2 separate regions of the Mus musculus genome follow, and region 2 is linked to region 1. Evidence: chromatin contacts called from public Hi-C data. All regions are on one chromosome and are shown on one strand. Each heading gives the region's core, a stretch centred on a gene start, on an enhancer-like site or on the middle of the called end of the contact. The rest is flanking DNA. Distances are from core to core; before and after follow the strand shown. Region 1 has its middle 22 kb from the start of Fpr2. Region 2 has its middle 23 kb from the start of Vmn2r96.

What was found. A called contact is a pair of places that touch in the nucleus more often than the background predicts.
Region 2: a Hi-C map of CD8 T cells shows a contact between it and region 1, with 2.8 times the contacts expected there. The contact joins two enhancer-like sites. A contact is called at or near these places in 2 of 484 Hi-C or Micro-C datasets (CD8 T cells and the G1E-ER4 cell line) and 1 of 115 datasets of contacts at active chromatin or transcription factors (T-cell acute lymphoblastic leukemia).

Annotation. Positions count from the first base shown.
Region 1 is chr17:17,906,408-17,912,400 of GRCm38.p6, forward strand. It overlaps the pseudogene Gm7531, the pseudogene Gm9481 and the pseudogene Gm7535. Among named protein-coding and RNA genes, the nearest start is that of Fpr2, 22 kb to the left of the region's middle. Within about 2 kb of position 3,859, at least 206 of the 459 cell types and tissues checked have an H3K27ac peak or open chromatin away from gene starts, as enhancers often do. A contact at or near this core is called in CD8 T cells, where this site is marked.
Region 2 is chr17:18,555,513-18,561,505 of GRCm38.p6, forward strand. No RefSeq gene overlaps it. Among named protein-coding and RNA genes, the nearest start is that of Vmn2r96, 23 kb to the right of the region's middle. Within about 2 kb of position 3,404, at least 78 of the 459 cell types and tissues checked have an H3K27ac peak or open chromatin away from gene starts, as enhancers often do. A contact at or near this core is called in CD8 T cells, where this site is marked.

The sequences.
Region 1 (5,993 bases), core at 2,609-5,108:
ACATAGTTAGCATGGGAGGCAGCAGAGAGGTGCTGATGCAGATCTGTCTGAGCATCCAGAATGTCCACCTGATCATTCTTATCCTGACTGAAGCTGGCAGTGTGCGAATCCAGCAGCAAGATGAGTTCAGTGAGACCATGGAGGTCAGAAACTGGGCAGAAAATCTGCAACACCAGTACCATGGCAACAAGGCCAAGGAAGAAGTGTGCTGTGACAAGCATCTTGTAGAGGGCCTGGGGCTTCCCCAGACATATAGTCCCCCAGGCCAATGGTGGACAGAGAGATGAAGCAGAAATAGAAAGTATCCAGAAGGCTCCAGGCCTCCTCAAGTTAGGGGGAGACCGCAGCCAGTATCAGGAAGAATATAGCCACTATGACCATGGCCACCAGGTGCCAGCGGGCTGCCCGCTGCGAGTGCCAGCCCCAGGACAGGGTCAGCTAGGAGAGGGGTGCATGAGTAAGAAGCAGTGACAGGCGCTGGACTGAGGCAGTCATTAGTAGCATGGTGATAGGCAAAGATGCAACGATGATGGAGAAGGCCTTGCCTGCATCTGTCAGTGGGGTCTTGGAGCCATAGCCCAAGGTGTTGACTAGCGTGCTGGTCAAGAAGAGCACAGAGGCGAAGTCCCACGCGGGGTCTGAAGTGTTGGCGGGTTCCGAGGCATTGGCCAGCTCTGAGTGGCCCAGCTGTCCAGCCGCCAGCAGAATCTCTACGAAGGCCTCCAGGGCATGAGCCACCACACACGTGCAGCAGCAGCTGTTCTTTCAGCATCCCCAGCTCTGCCCACAGCTGGGCTTCTTGAGGTCATTCCAGCGGCACCACAAGCAGCACTCCCAGTGCCAGGTACCTGGTGTAGGCCGCCAGGAGTGCGTCCGACCCACAGTGCCCATACCATGCACTGACCTGGCCCCCTATTATCTAGGTCTTATAAAATATCTCATGACAGGCTCTCTGGGTAGAAGTTTTCATTGCAGCTCATGCCAACCACTGTCTTCCTTTCACATGTTGTTTGGAAATTAAGGCACATGATAGGTTCACTTTTCCCTTCAGCCCCCCGCCCCAGCTTCTAGATTGTTCTCTCATCAATTTATAAAATAATCTTGTCTTTGTGCAGAAACTGGATTCTTATTCTTTCACCAGTTAAAGCCCAAATTCATCAGAATCCATCAGAATGTGATTGTTCAGATTTAGAGTGTTTAAAGAACCAATTAAAGCTAAATGAGGCCATAAGGGTGGGGTCCTAATCCAATATAAGTGTTGTCTTTTTGAAAGAAAGAAACACCAGGGTGGTGTAAGCTTACTGAAATGTGTATGTGAGGATGCAGAGAGGAGATGATGGCTACCTGTAAGCGAAAGAGAAGCCCCTGCGACCAATATTGTGATCCTGGACCTCCAGCATCCAGAACTGTGACAAAATCAGTTGCTATACTTCAAGACACCCAGAGTGTGTTGATTTGTAGTGACAACCCTTGCAAACTAAGCATTCTGCTTTAGTTTAGTGATTCTTATGTCTATGATGACCTTAAATCTATTCAATTCCCACAGTATATTAAAGAGGATGAGTATGGACTGTAGGTATAGATCAATTAGCAGAGTGACTGTCTAACCTGCAGGATGGTCTGTATAAACCGGTGAGGATTGTACATGCCTGTATTTTAAGCACTCAAGTGTTGGAGACAAGAGGATCAGAAGTTCAGGTGTCCACTTAGTGTGTTTAAAGACAGGTTGGGCTCATGGGAACCTGTTTTCAAAATGTGAGCATAAGAGAGTGACTGGTGAGAACATGAAGAGAGACAGAGACAGAGACAAGAGACGGAGATGTTGTGGCACAAACTAAATAATGTGACCATGAGTTTATTTTTGACATTTCTCTATCTATGGTAGTGTCTATGTCCTCTCTCCTTTTATCTGAGTTAGTAAAGACCTGGGTTGCTAGGGCACCCAGTTGTTGTCCACAGAGACTTGAAGAATGTTTTCATATGGAAAGAAATCCATACATGTGCTGTTAGAACTGTTTAATAAGCATGGGGGCAACATTGTGCTTGTGATCATCTCAGTCTTCATGTGTATATATGCTCCTGTAGAGGCCAGGAGCAGATATCTAGTTTCCTTGGTTCTGGAGTTTTAGGGAGTTGTGACCTGTTTGGTGGTACTGGGAAATGAAGTTGGATCGCCTGCAAGAGCAGTAAGTGCTGTTAGCCATTGAGACATCTATGTAGGTAACCATCTTCATGTTTTAAAAGCATAAAAATTATTCTTAAATGTATGAGTGTTTTATCTTTATTTATGTTTGTGCATTATGTTTGTGTCTGGTACCTGCCAAGGCAAGAAGAGGGAACTATAGTTGTAGATGGTGCAAGCCACCATGTGGATTACTGGAATCAAACTTGGGTCCTCTGGAAGAGCATCTAGTGCTATTAATCTCAAAGCCATCCTTCTAGTCCCAACTCCTTCTCAATTTTTTAAAGAGTGAAGAGTCTGGGAGGGTGGTGTCTCAGTGGTTAAGAACTGGTATAGCTCTGCTGTAAAGGAATGGAGTTTTGTTGCCAAAGCCCATGTCAGACTGTTGACAACTGTTTGTAAAGTCAAATCAGAACCAAATCCAAAGAACACATATGCCAGGACAAGAAATGATGCGACTGAACTCACGTTTTCCACAGATCAATGGTGGAAGAATAGTTACACTTTTGTTTCTAAGAACTCTACTTGGGCTGGAGAGACGGCTTAGAATTTAAGAGCACTGGCTGTTCTTCCAGAAATCTAGGTTCAATTACCAGCACCCACATTGTTTCTCACAACTACCTGTAACTTCAGTTCGTAGGGATCCAGTGCTATCTTCTGGGCTTTGAGAACACCAGGCATGCATGTCATATCCACTATGAGAAAAAACACTCATATATAAAAAATAGAATGAAATAAAATGGTTCCAATAGCATCGCATTTGCCTGGGTTCTGGGAATCTTAGGAAATTTTGAATTTCTACCACAAGATTGGTTTCAGCTTTCTCATTCCTCTCAGAGTTTCCATAAGTCTGTAGTGAGAGCCAAGTACTTCAATTCCACCACAGGAACCGAAGAGTTCCGTGTAGGATGGAGATCTCAGCTGGTGGTAAGTTGTGTTCCAGCAACCGAAACTTACTTTTTGAATGGCTGTTAAAAGTGATGGACACTTTCTAAAATCCTATGAAGGGTCAGATAAGAAAGTGGCCCAAGAGCGAAGCAGAACAGGGATGAAGGAGGCAATCGACAGGGAAACGTGACCAACTAGAGGGTGGGCCTCACACGGGCGGGGTGATGTAGGCAAGGGGAAAGATAAAGAACGCGGTGTAGAGGTCTCACAGTACAGCAAAGATCCCAGCCTAGAAGGGGTCTCGATCAAAAGCAGTGAGGAAAGAGGAGATGGTTATAGCCGAGGAGTAACACCCCTACCCCAGAGGAGAGCAAGCGAGGGACCAGAGGACCCGGTATCAAAGGAGAGAGGTGAAGGGCGAAAAGAGACCCAGTCACAGCGGGTAGCGTGTGGACGACATCACAGGCTCGGTGCGTGTGTTGGGAGCAAAGATGATTAACTAGAGAACCACGTAGACTTGGCCACGCGCCAGACTGTGGGGTAGACCGCCGGTCACCGGCCCGTCCTCTATAGCTCGACAGTTCGGGAAACCAAGGGTCGAAAGTGACTCGGAGGGTCTGCAAGTCCCTACTCCCAGCACCCAGGGCAGCACGGATGATGCTCGCACCAGTCCCGCGGCCGGATTCCGGCGCTGCGGTTGTGAGCCTTCTGTCGTGGGGTTGATGAGAGCTAAGAGCAACGGCTCCATAGGCTAGAGCCCGACCGTCACCTTCGATCCACATCCGGCTCTGCGCGACTGCGTGGATTGGCTTAGCCTCCAGGCCCGCACCCCCTCTGCTACGCTGAGGCTGGGCATTGGGCGCCCTGGTGACCAGTTGGCAAGGCTCTTGCTACGGAGTGTCTGACCCCGCCTACGGTTGGAAACGCAGGGAGGACTTTGCTGTTGCCTTGGGAGGAGTGACTGGTCTGGCGGTGTTTTAAATGGCTCAGGCTGGGGAAACCGTGTCTGAGCTGTCTCAGGTCAAAAGGGAGAAGAGGCTTGTGGGCCGAGCTCTAGAGCCTTCAGCCCAGAGCTGATTTATTCAGAGCCCAGCATGGGTTTCCTGACTGCTGTGACTCAAAGCCTGGTGTGGGGAGCGGACAAGATGAGCAAGTGGACAAGCAAGCGGGGGCCAAGCACCTTCACTAAGAGTCGGGGTGCCAAGAAAACAAGCATCTATACTTCTGATAGGCAGTTTGTGCAAATAAAAGAAATGGTTCCAGAATTTGTCGTCCCGGACTTGACGGGCTTCAAGCTCAATCCCTACGTTAATTATCGAGCTCCTGCAGGGATAGACACACCTCTGACAGCCAAAGAGCTCTTCCAGGAAACAGTTGCACCCGCTATCGAAAAAGACTTTTTTTTTTTTTTTTTTTTTTTTTTTTAAACAGGTGGGGTAGCAACACTTTATTAGGCTAGGCCAACCAGGAGGCAGCACTGGAGTGAATGGCCCCATAGCACATTAGGGGCAAAGACCTCCAGGTGTATACTACTTTTCAGCCCTGCCTCAGTGCTGTCCACTCAAGGCTGGGCCATGGATTGTGCAGCATAGGTCTGGAAGCGGGTGTGGGCTCGCTGGTGTGTGAGCAGTCTTAGAGACATTGTGTCCACAGCTGCCTCCAGTCCTGGCTGCTGAGTGATCTCCACTGTGTAGTCATTAGCCAGTTGCAAGGAGGCCAGCATGGAGCGGCACACCTCAAAAGCAGGCTGCCCTGCTACAAGCTCTGAAAAGGGACACCATTCATTGAGCTGGGGGAACCGGGAAGCCAACTGGTCCCCATAGATATGGATATCAAAGGGCATATGCTGCTCCTGCTTCTGGAGCAGGGGCTGGATGGTATCTTCCCAGTCCCTGATGCGTTGGCTCAGCTCTGTCTCCTGGATACACTTCTGGGAGGTGGCAATGAAGAGTTCCACATTTCTTCGAACCAGCTCCTTGTATCTCATGGCCTCTGCATCAAGGTCAGCAGCTGCTTTGGGCATCACCCCTGCAGGCTCCTCCACATACTCCTCGGGCTCTAGAAAGTCATCTGCTACCCCGAGGTCCTCCTCTGTAGGCCACAGATCCTGCTTGGCCCCAGGTAGCCATCTCTTGTTTATCTTACGTCTCCGCAGTTTCTGAAGGGTCTCGAGCTGTTCTTTCACGTGTTTCCAGTACAGGACTTCCATGTCTGCAAAGGTTGGGCCCTTCCACCGAGCCCTCCTGCCGTCAGGGTGTTCAGCATAGGCATCCTTGTACCACTTGTGGAAGTTCTGCAACTTGGTGGCACCCTTCCTCTTGTGCTTCTGTCCTGGAGCCTCCTCCACACCAGGTGGCACAGAATAGGGTTTCCCTTTCTGGAGGACCTTAGATTCTAAGGAGTCAAAAGGGTCCAGGCTCTGCCAGGGGTCTGGGGTCTCCTGCAGCCGAGAGGCAGGCTCCGGGGCCCCTTAGCATGTATCTCCTTGGCAAGATGGCACTCTGCTGTGAGGTCCTGGGCTCTGCAGGCTCTAGAGCAACCTTCAGGGGCTCTGCTCCATCCTCTGCATCCTCCTCTCCACCGCTGAGCGCTGGGCCATCTGGCTCTTGGGAGATGTCAAGTACAGGAACAGGACTCCCGTTCCTAGACACTTCCTTGGGCTGCTCGTCAGCGTCCTCGGGATCTTTCTGGCTCCTGGACATGGGGTATGGCTCCACCGGCACCACAGGCACCACGGGCACCACAGGTTTCACAGGACACATTCCCACTGGATCTAACATAAAGCAGCCTCAGGGGTTAGGAATACACGTGTTCATCCTGAAATCCTTCCGGCTGGCCAAGACGTCACCCTGACAGCTATACAAGGGGCCGCTGTTCTTTTCCGCTTCATCAGGGGCCACCAGGGCCATGGGCAGTAGGGGTA
Region 2 (5,993 bases), core at 2,154-4,653, 650 kb after region 1:
GAAGACAAACATGTGAACCTTCAACTCACATAGGACTGGTTCCTATTGCCATGTCATAGTCAATGCTGGATTCAAGAATTTCTGTATGATTTTCTGAAAGAGAGTTTTAGAAAATTAGAATTTCCCTTTTCCATTTAACCCATGGAATGACTATTTTGGTTTCTTTATTGTGTAACCTCCCTCCCTCAGCCTGAAACCTGATTGCTCAGGTTTCACTGTCAGCAAGAAGAGAGCATAGGGGTGGAGCCTGCCGCCCTGTCGTTCTGCCACTCCCACTGCTGCTGCCAGCCTCACATCTGTTCTGGAGCCGAACACGTGGTCACCTGAAACTGGACTCCAGGATGACTTGGCGGGAATAGGCTCCTTTCCCCTCCTTCATAACTCAGTGTACCGAATAGTAAAATTGAGCTTTGATCAGAACCTGGGTTGTTTTAGCTCTGTTCTTTCTCTTGTCCGTCTAGTTTCTTTTCTTTCAGCTCGAGTCTGCCACTTCAGCCATACCCCATTCCTAGTGAGCCGCTGGACTGCATGCAACAGTTTGGTGCCAGACCAGGGACCTGAAGAATGGCAGAAGGACACTGAGAGAACGCTGTCCATGTGGAGCTCCACTGGAAAAGCAAATGGTCTTTGTATTGGGCACCGGAGCAACAAACAGGTACACATGCTAGCGCTAGCTTAAAATTTCATGTTTTTAAAGTGTTGCTGAGGGTGCAGTAGAATACGAACTAAGCTTAATTCAGCACTTACCCAATGCTGGTTCTGTTTTGGTCAGCAGCATATTAATCAGAACTACAAACTGGAATCAAGGGGTTGTCCCCAGCTTTTAGGAGCTGTTTCAGGCCAGAGGAGTAGGGCTTGATGTACAATTGGTAAGAAATTTTTTAGATAGTATAGATAGCTGTTGCCCATGGTTCAAGGAAGAAGAAACAGTAGATTGCAGAACCTGGGAGAAAGTTGGTGAGGCCTTGAAAATCACTCAGGCAGATAATTTCACCTTAGGCCTCTGGGCTCATGTATATGATGCTATCAAAGATGCTACCTCTCCGGGGTTAGATTGTACCCAGACAGAGCTTGTAGAATCTCAGGAAGAGCACCTATTGGAGAGGGCCTTCTCAGAAAAGGGTCCTCTTAACTCTAGAATTGATAACTCTGATGATGGAACTAATTTCTAACAAGAATCACTCAGATAGAGGAGCTGCTCATTATTTTGATGAGAATTGGCCTTCTTGCAAGTCTTCTGCTCCACCTATGGTCCCCACCTAGGGAGGTGCTACTCATAGGGACACGCGACTAAGCAAATTAGAGTTTGAAATTAGGCTTCAGAAGTTGACTAATGAGCTTCAGGAGCTAAAAAGGATATCAGAAGCGGGGAAGAGTAACTCTTCTAAAGTTCACCAGGTGCCGCTAGAAAGAGCTGTGAGTCAGGCACATGGGAGAGGACAGAGTATGTCTGATATGCTAGCCTTTCTGGAGGTCGAGATAGTTGATCAACAAGATGGTAGGGTCAGACATTACCAGACTTTGGATTTCAAGTTGATAAAAGGAATTAAAAACAGCTGTTGTGCAATATGGCCCTTCAGCCCCATCCACTCAAGTGCTACTGGATACCGTCATGGAGTCATACTTAACCCCCCTAGATTGGAAGACTCTTTGTAAGGCTACCCTGTCAAGAGGAGACGTTTTTTGCTTTGGAATTCTGAATGGTGAGACGCCAGTAAAAAAACTGCCACTTTAAATGCTCAGGTTGTTAATTTAGACTGGGATAGCAACATGCTTTTAGGAGAGGGTCCATATGAGATACAGACAAATCAGACTGATTTTCCCATTACAGTGTACATGCAAATTGTGGCTGCGTGCAGTGCTTGGGGACTGTTGCCAGTTAAAAGAGATATTGGTAAAAGTTTAACTAGCATTTGGCAGAGTTCTGATGAGCCTTACCAAAACTTTGTGGACAGGCTTTTAATTTCAGCTAGTAGAATCCTTAGAAAGTCAGGCACGGGAAGGCTTTTTGTTATGCAATTGGCTTATGAGAATGCTAACGCAATGTGCTGAGCCACGATTCAACCGCATAAGGGACAGACAGATTTGGTGGGATATATCCGTCTTTCTGCAGACTTTGGGCCATCTTGTGCAATTTTGCAGGGGACCCATGTACAAGCAATGTTCTTGTGGAAATGAGAGAATAATGCATGTTTTAAATGTAGAAGTTTGGATCATTTTAAAAGTAATTGTCCTAAGAACAATGGTGCTGAGGATAGGCAAGCAGGCCATGCCCCAGGAATTTGTTCCTGGTGCAAGAAGGGCCACCACTGGGCCAGAGAGTGCAAGTCTAAGCCAGGCATTCTGAGCTGCCAGGTGCTGGGAAATGAGGGAAGGGGTCAGCCCCAGATCCTGACTTACTCAAAGAAAACAGCTTATGGGGCTATAAAACTGCTGCCTAGCCAAAAAGATCAGTTTTAAAGCTTATCAGGTCAAACCCAGGAAATACAAGACTGGACCTCCATCCCACTATCCACACAGTATTAACCCCAGAAAGGGGAGTCCAAACTCTGCCTACCAGAGTCTTTGGACCCCTACCCGTAGAAACTTGTGGCTTTCTTTTAGGACGAAGCAGTTCTATTGTAAAAGGCCTGCAGATTTATCCAGGTGTTATAAATAATAATTATGAGGGAGAAATTAAAATCATAGCTCCTTCCCCTCTGTGAGGAGCTGCCCTTGCAATCGCCATTACAAGATGGTGCTGACATCCGGTGTTCTAACTGGTAAACAAGTAGTCTGCGCATGTGCTGGGGTATTTTTCCATTCCTTGTACCCTGCCTGTCCCGTGGCGTCATCTGGGCTGATGGTGAGCAACCAGTCAGGGCAAGACACGTCTCCAACCGCTCTTCGTGGTCTATTTAAGGACCGAGTTTCCTGTGTTCTGGGTCTCCTCCCCAGAAGCTGATCATCTTTCTCTCGAGATCCATTAAGCTTTGCTGCAGAAGGATCCAAGTGTGTCCTGTGTGTGTGTCCTCGCCGGCGAGACTCCTTCTCACACAGGGACATCTGGTGCTGAAACCCGGGAACTACAACATCTCCGGCACTGAGGAGACCCCTGGAAACGGGGCAGATTCAGAACTGCAGTGGAAGGTAACTTCGGAGAGGCATGTCTGATCGTGAGCCTGTTGTTCCTTTTGACTTTGGTCTCAATCTAGAAGCACCGTGGGAAGGGTCGGTGGAAGTTTTGGTTTTGGTAACCCTGGTGCTTGTCTTCTTTCTCCTGGTGTCTTATTGTGTTCATCATGGTTGGTGTTAATTTTGAGGTGCGGTCAGTCCGACGTAGATAAGCGACGGCACCGTCAAGCTCAGTCAGTCTCTCGTACATAAGAGAGTGGAGCGTGGCATTTTACTTTCACTTCTGCTCCGGGAGCAGACTTCTGCTTTGAGAGCAGACTTCTGCTTCAGGAACAGACTTCTGCTTTTGGAGTGGAGTGTGGTTTTCTACTTTCACTTCTGCTTCAGTGTGCCTTAAGTCGGATGTAGATAAACTGCAGGCACAATGGGGTCATCACAGTCAGTTGTAAACACACTGCAAGTTGTCCTTAAGCAGAGAGATCTCAAGATTGCCACCCGCACTGTACAAAATTTTGTCAAAGAGATTGACCATGTTGCCCCATGGTATGCTTGTTCAGGTTCCCTGACCACAGCCTCGTGGAATAAACTAGGAAGAGACCTAGATAGAAAATTTGAGGAAGGAGACTTACGCCTAGGCACTAAGGCAATTTGGAAATTAATAAAGAATTGCTCAGAAGATGAGACCTGCCAACCTGCAGTAGTTGAGGGACAAGAGACGTTAGAGGAGGTTCAGGACAGCATGTCAGAAACCGAACGGAGCGAGAGATTAGGAGCTGGTAAAAAGAAAAAAGACACGTCTAAGGAAAAAGGACCTCCCCGGATGCTAGAAACGGGGGGGAGTGAAAAAAGGGGAAGGTGAAAACGTGCCCCCTACAGGTAAACTTAGTAATATTTATCCCACCCAAGATCTAGAAGCCCTAGAACTTGTTGCTCAGATCCTGATGATTTAGACCCTAGTGAAGAGGCAGAATTAGAAGAGGAAGCAGCAAGATATGAAGAGGCAAGGTATGGCCCTGATCACAGAGTACAGCAAAAGGTTAATAAAAGGGGGGGCATACAGCCATCACCCAAGCCCTCAGAGCCTCCACCATATGAATCAAGATATGGTGCTAGTTCCTTTCTGCCTCAGGAGGAATTAAAAGAGATTCAGATGGCTTTTCCAGTCTTCGATGCTGGAGACGGCGCAGGATGCATACATGCTTCTGTAGAATATCAACGAATTAAGGAACTTGCCGAATCTGTCCGTAATTATGGAGTCAATGCCAACTTCACCTTAGTACAGGTCGAGAGATTTGCCAATACAGCAATGACTCCAGCAGACTGGCAAATGACAGTTAAAGCCACTCTACCTAATATTGGACAATACATGGAATGGAAAGCCTTGTGGTATGAGGCTGCCCAGAATCAGGCAAGAATTAATGCTGTGGCAGAAGATGATAATCAGAGGCAATGAACTTTTGAATTATTAACAGGCCAAGGACAGTATGCTGCCAATCAGACTAATTATCATTGGGGAGCATATGCTCAGATATCAGCGGCTGCCATTAAGGCTTGGAAAGCTCTTACAAGAAAGGGAGAAGCTGGAGGCCACCTTACAAAGATTATCCAGGGCTCCTAGGAGCCGTTCTCAGACTTTGTAGCACGAATGACAGAGGCTGCAGGAAGGGTTTTTGGAGACCCTCAACAGGCTATGCCATTAATTGAACAGCTTGTTTATGAGCAGGCCACACAGGAAAGCAGGACTGCAAACACGCCAAGAAAAAACAAGGGATTGCAAGATTGGCTTAGGGTATGTAGAGAACTAGGATGTCCACTTACTAATGCAGGGCTGGCTGCAGCCATATTACAATCACAAAAGCGCCCCTCTATCAGCAAACAAAGAGCTTGTTTTAACTGTGGAAAGATAGGCCACCTAAAGAAAGACTGACCCTTCCCAGAGCAGGCCCGAGTGGCTACTCTTTGCTCTCGTTGTGGAAAGGGTTATCACAAAGCTAGTGAGTGCTGCTCAATTCGTAATATAAAGGGGAGGCTCCTGCCCCCAATCAATGAATCTGACAACCACCTAACAAAAAACGGGATTGTGGGCCCCTGATCCCAGGGCTCTCACAAATATGGGAGTCGATTTATCAAAAGCCAGAGCAACTCAGAGGAAATGAACCCAGAGGAGTCGCATCAGTGGACCTGCGTTCCACCACTGACTTCCTACTCATGCAACAAATGAATGTCTATCCTATTCCAGTTGAAGCCCCGGAACCCGTACCTTCAGGAACAGTGGGCCTGATAATAGGGCGAGGATTGCTGACTATGCAAGGACTTATAGTTTATCCTGGAATAGTAGATCATCACCATTTACAAGAAATTCAGGTCCTTTGCTCCTGCCCTCAAGTAATTTTCTCCATTACATCGGGAGATAGAATTGCACAAATGATCCTATTGCCCACAGGGAGAGAGGAGAGAACACAAAACATGGAAGCAATCGCATAGGCTCTTCTGGCCAAGATGCAGCATATCTAATTATGCCACTAAACAATAGACCCACGCTGCATTTAACAATCAATGGTAAAGACTTTCAGGGAATTATGAATACAGGGGCCAATAAGAGCATCATCTCCTCACATTGGTGGCCCTGGGCCTGGCCTGTAGATAAATCTTCCCACTCGCTACAGGGCCTGGGATATCAATCATGTCCTACAATCAGTTCTACACAATTGGAGTGGCAGACTCCGGAGGGACAGAGAGGCTTATTTACCCCTTATGTCCTTCCATGACCAGTCAATCTTTGGGGAGAGATGTTCTCTCAGAAAAGGGCCTGACCTTAAGAAATGAGTATTCTACACAAGCTGTTAAAATCATGAGTAAAATGGGTTACAAAAAAGGAA